Linked DNA regions of Oryctolagus cuniculus: regions 2 and 3 are each linked to region 1. Evidence: chromatin contacts called from public Micro-C data. All regions are on one chromosome and are shown on one strand. Each heading gives the region's core, a stretch centred on a gene start, on an enhancer-like site or on the middle of the called end of the contact. The rest is flanking DNA. Distances are from core to core; before and after follow the strand shown.

What was found. Hi-C and Micro-C count contacts between places; a contact is called where the count stands out from the background.
Region 2: a Micro-C map of ear pinna shows a contact between it and region 1, with 2.3 times the contacts expected there. The contact joins the promoter of WRN here to the promoter of PPP2CB in region 1. A contact is called at or near these places in 2 of 6 Hi-C or Micro-C datasets (ear pinna and an unstated tissue).
Region 3: a Micro-C map of ear pinna shows a contact between it and region 1, with 5 times the contacts expected there. The contact joins the promoter of GTF2E2 here to the promoter of PPP2CB in region 1. A contact is called at or near these places in 2 of 6 Hi-C or Micro-C datasets (ear pinna and an unstated tissue).

The regions. Positions count from the first base shown.
Region 1 is chr2:80,853,233-80,856,770 of mOryCun1.1, reverse strand. PPP2CB (protein phosphatase 2 catalytic subunit beta) reads left to right here and starts at 1,962. Exons shown (of 7, transcript NM_001101707.1): 1 at 1,962-2,066. The coding sequence starts at 1,965.
Region 2 is chr2:81,063,921-81,067,458 of mOryCun1.1, reverse strand. It overlaps WRN (WRN RecQ like helicase), which reads right to left and starts at 2,016. Exons shown (of 35, transcript XM_070068523.1): 1 at 1,880-2,016. It overlaps PURG (purine rich element binding protein G), which reads left to right and starts at 2,297. Exons shown (of 5, transcript XM_070068527.1): 1 at 2,297-2,781; 2 at 3,059-3,538. The coding sequence starts at 2,443.
Region 3 is chr2:80,688,354-80,691,891 of mOryCun1.1, reverse strand. It overlaps GTF2E2 (general transcription factor IIE subunit 2), which reads left to right and starts at 1,682. Exons shown (of 8, transcript XM_070068516.1): 1 at 1,682-1,904.

The DNA of each region.
Region 1 (3,538 bases), core at 713-3,212:
TGCTTGAAAGCAAGAACCCTTCCAGCCTCATTTCCCACCATGTGACCTATTTGTGTTGCTGGGAGTATTTACAGCTTTGCAGACAGACAGTGGTCTTGGGTACATCTGTCCTCTGGTACACACACACACACAGATTCCTTAAAACTTCTTTCCTGTTCTCCAGGCAGCTTCAGGGTTTTGCGGAGGGGGGGGGGGGGATTGGAGGAGGATAAGTTTCAAAATTCAGGTTGGGAGTGGGCATTTGGTATAGCAATTAAGCCCCCCACCTTGGTATGCTACAGCCCATATCAGAGTGCCTGTGTTCAGTACCAACCTCCTAGTAATGCACACTAGGAGGCAGCAAGTGATGGCTCAAGTACTTGGGCCCCTGACACCCATGTGGGAGACCCAGATTGAGTTCCTGTCTTATGGCTTGTTATGTGGCCCAGCTCTGGCCGTTTGAGGGCATTTGGGGAGAAAACCAACAGATGGGTTCTCTCTTAACATTCAGAGCAGGCATTGTGGTGTAGCGGGTTAAAGCTGTTGCCTACAATGCTAGCATTCCATCAGGGAGCCAGTTGGTGTCCCGGCTGCTCCACTTCCAATCCAGCTTCCTGCTCATGAACCTGGGGAAAGCAGCAGCAGATGGCCCAAGCGCTTGGGCCCCTTCCACCCATGTGGGAGACCCAGATGTAGTGCCTGGCTCCTGGCTTCAGCCTGGCCTAGTGCCAGCTATTGTGGCCAGCTAGGAGTGAACCAGTGGGTGGAAGATCTCTCTCTACCTTTCCAACTTTTTCAAAATAAATAAATGCTTTTTAATAATTCAGTTCAAAATGCTCCCATTCTAAAGCTCTTTGAAAGTGTTCCCCAGGACAGTAAAAACAACAGACACATGGCTCCCATGGTGTACCACGGGACAGGCACTTTCAACCTCTGACTCTCAGAGCCTGAGAAGGGAAGCTGATGCTTGAGGAGGTGTGGCGACTGCCAGGTCAGGAACACTTGCCCTCTCACCCAGGATGCCGCCTCCCTCTGGGGTTCCGCCCAGCACTGCGAATCTCTAAGGGAAGAAGTGTGGGTGGTTAGCATGTGCCGGACAAGGTGCCTGGCCAGCAGCCGGCAGCCGGCACCAAGAGCGTGTTGACCAAATCATTACACCTCGGTAAACACTGCTGGAGCTGGAAACGACCCAGACGATCGCACAAAACAATCATTTCATCTTCCCGATATTGCAAGCGAGCGTTCGAGACACCCGGCTAGAAGAAATTTATTCTGTAAATAATTGAATGCCTGCTTCGGAAGAGTGCCTGACGCTGGGGAGAATAAAATTCCTTGTCCAGAGCGGCGGAAACGCACTGCGGGAGCTTAAGGTGAACACGAAGTTGCCCTAGGACAAGATGTTGGGGAAGAAATCAGGGGAGCCAAGACCAGGCTGGGAGGAAAAGACCAGAGAAAGCAAGAGGACCGGACAGGCGCCCCCGACCCCGGGTCCCCAGGGCCGTTTCTCCGCCGAGCCACGCGAGGGCGCTGCTCCGCTCCTCGCCGGCCGTGCCCCGGCGGCGCCGCCCGCTCGCCTCTTCCCGGCGGAAATGCCCGGGCGATGACGGAAACCCTCAGGGAGGGGAGAGAAAGGGCGAGAGGGTAGGGGCTACGGAGCCGGGAGAGGGCGGCGGGCGGCGGCAGCGGTCGCGGGCGGCCATCGCCCGGCGGGAGCTGCGTCCAGAGCGTCCTCGCCGCGCTCCCCCACCCCCCCCCCGACCCCGACCCTTCCGCTTCCCCCACAGACTCCCTGGGCGGGGACGGACGCGGGGTGCCCTCGGGGAGCCGCCCGCTGGACTTGAGCCGGGTGCGGGGCCCGCGGCCACCCTCCCCAGCTCCTTCCTGTCCCGCTCGGGGCTTGGCGGCGGCGGCGGCGGCGGGTGAGGGGAGCGGCGCCCGGGGCGGGGGCGGGGGCGGGGGCGGGTGGGGGAGGGGAGCGGGCCGCCATGGACGACAAGACGTTCACCAAGGAGCTGGACCAGTGGGTCGAGCAGCTGAACGAGTGTAAGCAGCTCAACGAGAACCAAGTGCGGACGCTGTGCGAGAAGGTGAGGGCCGGCCGGGGAGGAACGCGGGGCGCTGGGCGGCGGCGGCGGCTCCCCTGCCCGGCCTGGCCGCGGCTCCGCGCCGGCCCCCGACGCCGCAGTCGGCTCGGGGCAGTGCCCGCGCCCCCGCGCTGCCGACTCGGGTGTCCGCCGGGAACGGGCGTGACGGCCCGAGAGGGACCCGACCCCGCGTCGTCGGGGTCGGCCAACTTGCTCCCGCGCGCCGGAGCGGTGGGCGTGATGGCAGACGGTGGCTTTTTTAAAATAGAGGTGCGCGCAGATGGCGCCCCGCACGGCGCGCGTGGATTGGCGGCACCCGCGCCGCGAGGCCGGAGCTCGGGGACAGTTCGTGGAAAATGCCTATAAGGATTAAAGACTGCTCGTGGATTTAAAAATCGGTTTTTTACACCAAAAAAAAAAAATTTCTTAAAGTCCCGTCCTGTGAGTTGTCATGCAGGGTGGCACTTTTCAGAAAGTTGTTTCCAGTCCCCAAACGGGGGTAAACCCTGCAGGCAGTGCATTGTTGTCAGGTGTCTGGTCTTAGCTTTCTGAATTCGGAAGCCATTGTTTTGTGAACCCGTGGAATTCTCACCTGTGCAGGTGGTGTACTTGAGAGCCTCCAGTTGTTCTTCATTCATCATTTGCGCTGTGGACTAATTAGTTTTCATGTATTCGTATGTTGGAAAGTCCCCTTGGAAGTCCACGAGGTACTGGAGTAAGGAGGTTATTTTAGGTTATTTTCTTAAATGTGTTTGAAAGCCCGCATACCTCAGAAAAGCACTGAGGAAGTAATTTTTTAAGCCTTATTAGTAGGGCACTTTTAAAAAAAAGACAGATTTATTTATTTGAAAGGCAAAGTTACAGAGAGGAAGAGAGAGATCTCTCATCTGCTGGTTCACTCGCCAAATGGTGGGGGCCCTGCCCGAGCCAGGAGCCGCCTCCAGGTTTCCCACGCTGGTGCATATTAGCAAGGAGCTGGATCAGAAGTGGAGCAGCCAGGACTCAACCAGCCTCAGTCATCAAGTAAAGATGTCACCCGTTACATCACAGCACAGGCCCCAGTAGGGCACTTTTTAAATTATGCAACTAAAGGATGGAGGGGTAGCCACTGTTTTTAACAAGTGCCCAGGGAGCTTACATATTGAATAACTACATGTTATTATTTCTGCAGATAAAAGTGAATTTGAATTTATTTCTGCAGATAGAAGTGCCACAGAAATGGTATATTTCTCTTCCTGAAGCAAACTGCTTGCTTGTACCTTCATTCCACATTTGTGTGTGTGTGTGTGTGTGTGTGTGAAAACCTGTGATTTCATGGGTCTTACAATTTACGCTTTACTAAACTCTCAAGCTCCAGCATCAAGTTTGAGTAATTAGCTGAATTGGTTAACCTCCCTGTGAACGTCAGATACAGACTTGAAGTTATGACTAAAGTGGTAGTTGAATCAGTTTTTCTTTTTGACTTTCTAATAATT
Region 2 (3,538 bases), core at 767-3,266, 210 kb before region 1:
AATCTTAAAAATAAATAAATAAAAATTTTGTGTTATGCATATTTTATAATTTGTAAAAAAAAAAAAAAGGAAAAAAAATCATTCATATCGTGTTGTTTCACAACTCTCCCATCAGCTCCTGAGAGTAAAATACCCCATCCGACATATATTTCTTTGGCATATTGGTTACAAAATCGCACACTTCTGCAGACCCAAGGATGGCGGCAAAGGCTGCGCTATTGTAAAAGAAACAGACATCTATGAAGGAAATCTACATTAGTGATGGAAACAGCTAAAGGATGTAGAGACTGGGGGTCTAACTCCTGGCCAGATGGTCATTCCCTGGGAGACTTCAGCCACCTAACAAAACAACCTTTGCCTCACGGTGTACCTTCTCCATAGCCTGAAACCAGCTCCCTCCCCCAACAAGCACAGGAAGCCCCTAGGCCTTTGTTGAGGGCTATTTAAGTACCCACCGTCTAACCTTGCTTTGAGTCTCATTCTTTGTGTATGGCTCTTGTGTTTCTTCACATTGATAAATGTTAGGATTTTGTTCCCATCTATTAAGTTGTCTATTGTCGGGTTATTTCAAAGACTAAAGCTCCCAAAATTTTAAAGGGGGAAAAAAGATTAAATTTAAAACTTCCCTAAAGTTTCCATTTCCCCCAGAATGTACAAAATAATACACTATGCCCTACATAATCTGTCCCCCTGTTTTTCCGGTCTGACTTAATCTCCTATTATACTTCCCCTACTAGCTTACTGGTCTCCTAGGCTGCTCTTTGAATAACCCAAGCACGGCTCCCATGATGCCTCTGCACATTCATTCTTTCCAGATCAGATGCATCCCAGAATCCCCTGCATCTGATGGCCAGCTCTGAATGTGATGCCCAGCTCCGAGTTCCAGCCTCCTGCTAACGCACACCCTGGGAGGCAGCAGGTAATGACTGAAGTAACTGGGCACCTGTCACCCACGCAGAAGACCTGGATGTTGTCCCATGCTCCTGGCTTTGCCCAGGCCCAGCCATTGTGGGCATTTGCAGGAGTATTCTGTCTCTGCCTCTCAAAACTAATTAATTAACTTGTTTTTTTTTTTTAATTCCATTTTCAGTAAGTCCTCCCCTGAATGCCTATTGTAAAACTGTGCTTCCTACCCACGTGCACCTTTCAACTCTCTTTTCTATAGCAGTCTCTATAGGATTTACACCTGTGACAAATGACATATTTGATTTTTTTTTTGCCTCTTTCCACCCAAATGTGAGCTCCAAGAGCAAAAAAGTTTTTGGACTGTGTTGTTCATTATTGGTATCCCTAGTGCTAGAGCAAGGCTCAATTAATACTTGTTGAGTTCATAAAGGGAGATTGCACTTAAATGATGTCAAAATCTGAATTATCCCACCCATCCTGACCTCCAAGCCCCTAAAAACTAACATACCAAACTACATGTAGTTGAAGTATGCTGCCAAAGGTTCCTAAATTAACCTCCGAAGGACTTTATCACCCTCTTCCATAGGGAGCAGTATTTCTCCATATCAAACCAATCAACAAAGCTCGTATGAAACCTGAAAATAAAAAAGTTACTGAAGTCTGCACGACTGGAACTCAAGACATCCAACAGAACTTTGTAAAACCACGATCGGCCAACGCCTTCCCTCGACCGCACTGTGCAACCCGAGGCGGCTCAGTTTCTGCACCAGCAAAGGCCGCCTCTGCAGGACAGAACGCCCCGGGCCGCAAGGGGCGGGGAGCACCCAGGCCAGCCGGCTGCCCGGCACCATTCTCCCAGGCGCTCCGGTGGGAGAGCTCTGAGGGAGAACGTCCGTTTGTTAAGGAGTCCCCCCAAAAGCAGCGCTGAGGCCTACAGGGACAGCTCAGCCCCAGAAGACGGAGGACACGTTACCCTGAGAAGAGCCAGGTCAACGGGACTTCTCCTTCAGCGGGAGGGCTCGTGGGGCGCCACGACACCAAGGCCTGCAACCCGGGCATCCAGGACAGGCGTCCACCCTACACACTTTATTCCCGCGCTGCAGAAAGCACCGCACGGCGTCACCGGCGCGCACACCACGCACCAGCTCTGGCAGAACAGCCCGCCCTCCCTGGATCCCCGGGGCCACGCCCCCCGGCCCGGGCCACGCCCCGTCCGGCCGCCCCTCGCTCGTCGCCGCAGCCCCTTGCCGCGGAGGCCAGCGCGGCGCGGCACGCATGCGCACAGGCCATCGCTGCCGCTGAGCACTTCGGGAAGTGTAGTCTCTGCGCGGGTGCCCGCGGGCCGCCCGGAGCCCGGCATCCCGGCGGAACGTGGAGAAGTCAGAGCACTCCTGGCACCCGGCCCTTCTTGCATCTTCACCTCTGTCCAGTCACCACTCAGTCCCTCACGCACGCACACCAGCCCCACGCGCTCGGCTGCGGTGGGGGGCGCGCCCAGGAGGAGCGCCCGAGACCCCCTCTTCCCCTCAGCAGCGTATGCGGGGGGGAGAGGCGGGGTCCGCCGCCCGCCCCGCGCCGCGCCGCGCCGTCACCCTCCCCGCCTCCTCTCTCCGCGCGCGGCGGGCGTCGGGCCGGTGCCGGGATCGAGGCGGCGGCCCCCGCAGCGGCGGCCGCAGGAGGGGCGGCGGCGGTGGGCGCCGCGGGCGATGCCTCTGCCCGGCTGCTCCGGCGGGGGGCAGAGCGAGCGGCGGCGGCGCGGGAGGAGGCGGGGGGCGGCGGCTGCGGCGGCGGCTGCAGCAGAGGGGCCGAGAGCTGGCGGCGGCGGTGGTCGTGAAGGGCATCGGCGGCGGCGGCGGCGGTGATGGCACCGACGATGTGAGTGCCTGCTGGCTTGGGGAGCCCCGGGGCCGCCGAGCCTGAGGAGGCGGGCGGTCGTCCGGCGGCTGCGGGAGCGGGCGGACAGGGACGGCCGAGGGACGTGGTGTGCAGGCGGGAGCCGCGGCCGCCGCGCGTCCGGCAGAGGCCAGCGCCGGAGCCGGGCCGGTGCGAGGGGGCCCGGGCGGCGGCGGGGGCGGCGCAGGCCGAGGGGCGCCTGCGATTGTTCTCAACCCCCTCCCCCACCCCATCCCGTGTGTCTGTTTGTCGCCTGCAGCTGAAGATGGAAAGAGCCAGGCGGAGGGGAGGCGGCGGCAGCGGCGGCGGCGGCCGCGGCCGCGGAGGCAAGAATGTAGGGGGCTCTGGCCTAAGCAAGAGTAGACTCTATCCCCAGGCCCAGCACTCCCACTACCCCCACTACGCCGCGGCGGCCACCCCCAATCAGGCCGGGGGCGCGGCCGAAATCCAGGAGCTGGCCTCCAAACGAGTGGACATCCAGAAAAAGAGGTTTTACCTCGACGTGAAGCAGAGCTCGCGGGGCCGCTTCCTAAAGATAGCCGAAGTGTGGATAGGGAGAGGCCGGCAGGACAATATCAGGAAGAGTAAGCTGACCCTGTCCCTGTCTGTGGCCGCGGAGCTCAAGGACTGTCTGGGGGACTTCATCGAGCACTACGCCCACCTGGGCCTCAAGGGCCACCGGCCCGAGCACGGCCACGGCAAGGAGCCGGGCTCCCGGAGGAGGCAGAAGCACGCGGCA
Region 3 (3,538 bases), core at 433-2,932, 160 kb after region 1:
CGAGTCATTGCCCATATGGGATGCTGGTGTCTCAGTCTGTGGCTTAACCTACTGCTTCATGATGCCAGCCCTCTATGTGCTTGTTAAACCTTGGTAATGACTGCCCGAGAATCATGCCAGATGGTGTCCTAAATGTGTAATAGGTGCGAGATGGCAGAATATAAATTACGAATATTGGACTCTCTGAAATCAAGTTAATGTGGCTGTTGGGAAACAAATTGGTCATGTGGTCAACCTTGGCAGCAGAGAAACAGGACCCCTTTCTGAGTTCATTTATAGGGTGATGACCATTTTTAAGCACCTCTGACACAAGAACGGGCCTAATTACAGATTATAGATCATATGAATCTATTTATGGACTTCTCTTGAGGAAATGATTCAGGGTACAGGATATCACTTAAAAGTGTTTTGAATAAATGCAGTCATTGCTTTCAGTGTTATGACCTCATCACAGGCAACTTGCAGTAGAAGCCAGAGTGATAACCACTGTTGACAACATCTATCATTTATAATTTGCACCAAAATAAACATATTTTCAAAGCCACTTTTCCATGAATTCCTTGGGTAAATACTGATTTTTTTTTTTTTAAAGATTAATGTATTTGAAAGGCAGAACAACAGAGAGTGACAGGCAGATCTTCCAACACTGATTAACTCCCCAAACAGCTGCGACACTGAGGTCTGCACCAGGCTGAGGCCAGGAGGCAGGAAGTCCTTCCCGGGCTCCCATGTGGGTGGCAGGGGTCTACGTATTTGGGTCATCTTCCGCGTTTCAAGGCATATTGGCAGGATGCTGGATCAGAGTAGTTGGGATGTGAACCACCACTTTGATATGGGATCCAGGTGTGAAAGGTGGCAGCTTAACCAGCTGTGCCACAACACCAGCCCCAAATCCTGATAATTCGGAGCGGATTGCTCAAGGCAAAGGCTCTGGTTTGACTTATGCGTTACTTCATTGTCGCCACAGTCCAAGTAGCCCATCACGGTAGTACCATTATTATCCCCATTTCCCAGAAGAGATGGAGATACAGGTTAAGTAACTTGAGGAGTAACCAGCAGTAATTAAAGGGCAGCTTCACAATAGGTAAGCGCTGGCCACGCTGCTGCTGTAGGTTCTCAGAACAGGAACGGAGAGCGGCAGAGCGCGAGCCAGGCGATGGTTTTCGTTTTATTCTTGTTTCGCTTCCAGCACCTCCTGTCGCAGTCCGAGATCCTTTGCTGTGACAGACAGCTCACAGGTGTGCGGGAAGGAGCCCGTGTGGGCTCGCCTTTGCTCTCTCTGCTGCGAACGAGTCACTTAGTTCCACGGGGCCTTTTTCGCCACTTTGAAACAGCTACAACGTTCTCTCAGGTTCAGGTGCCGGTGAGCGGCATCTGAGCGACAGTCACACAATAAACGCCGCCAGAACGCGTCGCCCTCGGGTTAGACTCCAGAGCCTGCCTGCCGAAAGAGGACTTCCTAACTTCGAATTTCGGCACAGACAGGCTGCGTCCATCTTCTTTAGCACCGCCTCCCACCTGAGTCCCGGCCTCCGCCCCGCCCCAGCCACCTTCCCGTTGTCATGGAGATCCCGACGCCCGAGCCGGCTTGTTCAGCTCCCGCGGTTACTCTCGCGGGGTACGCGATGACGCATGCGCGTTCTCGGCAGCGAAGGCGCCGCGGTGGCTGCCGGGACTGATCCTAGCTGCCTTATCAGGAAGTGGCGGGCGGGGCGGAGCCGCCGCCGCCGCCGCCGCCAGTGGCGAGACCCCTGAGCTGGCGGGTCGGCGCTGGGCGTGCGCGCAGGCTGGCGAGGGCGCTGACGAGGAGCGGGAAGCCACGGCAGCGCCGGCGGGGACGGCTGGCCGAGGCGGAGGCGCAGGGAGTCGGCGGCGGGTCGCGTGGGGCTGCCCTCTTCTCTCTGGTAAGGGCTGCGACCGCCAGGTGAGGGGCGCGAGCCCTGGCCTGTTGTTCTTCGCCCCGCGACGCGGCTCTCCTCGCAGGTCCTCACTTTTCGTGGGGCTGGGTCTCGGGACCCTTCGGACACGCTAACAGCTCCGTGGGCGCTCTGTCTTTGAGGCCTGGGGCTCACGGGACAAACTTTTGGGTTGAAAAGAGGGGGAAATCGGCAGTGGGGTCGCGCGCGGGTTGAGCCCCTCGTGGGCCGAGCGAACCGCACGTGTGCGGCTCGGGGCGCCACGGCGTCCTGCCCGCCGAGGCTGTGATTGAGTTGCTCACACCCGGACCGGCTTTCCAGCTGCCTCGGGGAGCCCGCGCTCGTGGTCTGTAATTACAGGAGTTTCCGGAGAACTCTGCAGGCGTCTGCCCCGGCAGGACGCCGGGGTCCCCCTTGGGCGCACCTCTGCGCCGTCGGTCAGCCGGGCACCCCTGGGGCTGAGGCCGGGAAAGCCGCGAAAGGCTGGAAGAGGGCGAGTCGTGGGGTGTGGGTCTGTCTCCCGGTTTCCATCTGCGGAAACACTCAGCGGTCTGTGTCGTGCTGCTGTGTTTGTAAATGTAAATCGGGCATAGTGTCGCGTCCTGTTGGCTACAGAGGTCAGTTCAGAAATGTCGAAGTCGGTACAGGCAGGTAAAGCTAGGCGGAGCGTCGGGTGGTGAAAGATCTTCATCTGCGGGCATTCCAGCGCTCAACTTGTAGGAGTCAGGGTATTCGGATCCTGGTTTATTGGCGTGTGTCAATCTCACCCTACCGCCTTAGTTTTGGATTTCACATATTAAACTAGTAACAACTGGGTCATCTGTTGTCTCCCAGAGTTATGAGGATCTGGAACTGTTAACCATTTAGGCTTTGCTAGACTGTTGGGCTTTATTTAAAATATGTTAAAGTCCTCTTTAAAAGCCTAGATTATCTACCTGTCATTACAAAGTGAGATAAACCGTTAGAAAGGTTTCCTGTTTCAGAAATTCACCACCTGGGGCCTGTGCTGTGGCTCAGCTGGGGCTGCCTGCAGTGCCGGTATACCATATGGGTGCCAGTTCGGTTTCCAGTCGCTCCACTTCCGATTCAGCTCCTTGCTAATGGCCTGGAAAAGCAGTGGGAGATGGCCCAAGTGCCTGGGCCCCAGCACCCATGTGGGAGACCTGGAAGAAGCTCCTGGCTTAGGCTGAGCCCAGTCACAGCTGTTGCTGTTTCCTCTTCTGTCTCTCTAATTCTGACTTTCAAATAAATAAACCTCCTTTTAAATTTTTTTTATTTGACAGAGAGAGGCAGAGAGAAAGGTCTTTCTTCCGTTGGTTCACCCCCCAAATGGCTGCTACGGCCGGCGATGTGCTGATCCAAAGGCAGGAACCAGGTGCCTCCTTCCTGGTCTCCCATGGGGTGCAGGGCCCAAGCACTTGGGCCATCCTCCACTGCACTCCCGGGCCACAGCACAGAGCTGGACTGGAAGAGGGGCTACCGGGACTAGGACTCGGCGCCCTTATGGGATGCTGGCACCGCAGGCGGAGGATTAACCAAGTGAGCCATGGCGCCAGCCCCTAAATAAATCAATCTTAAAAAAAAAAAAAGTTCACAACCTGCTTGTTGTCCCCATCTTCTCA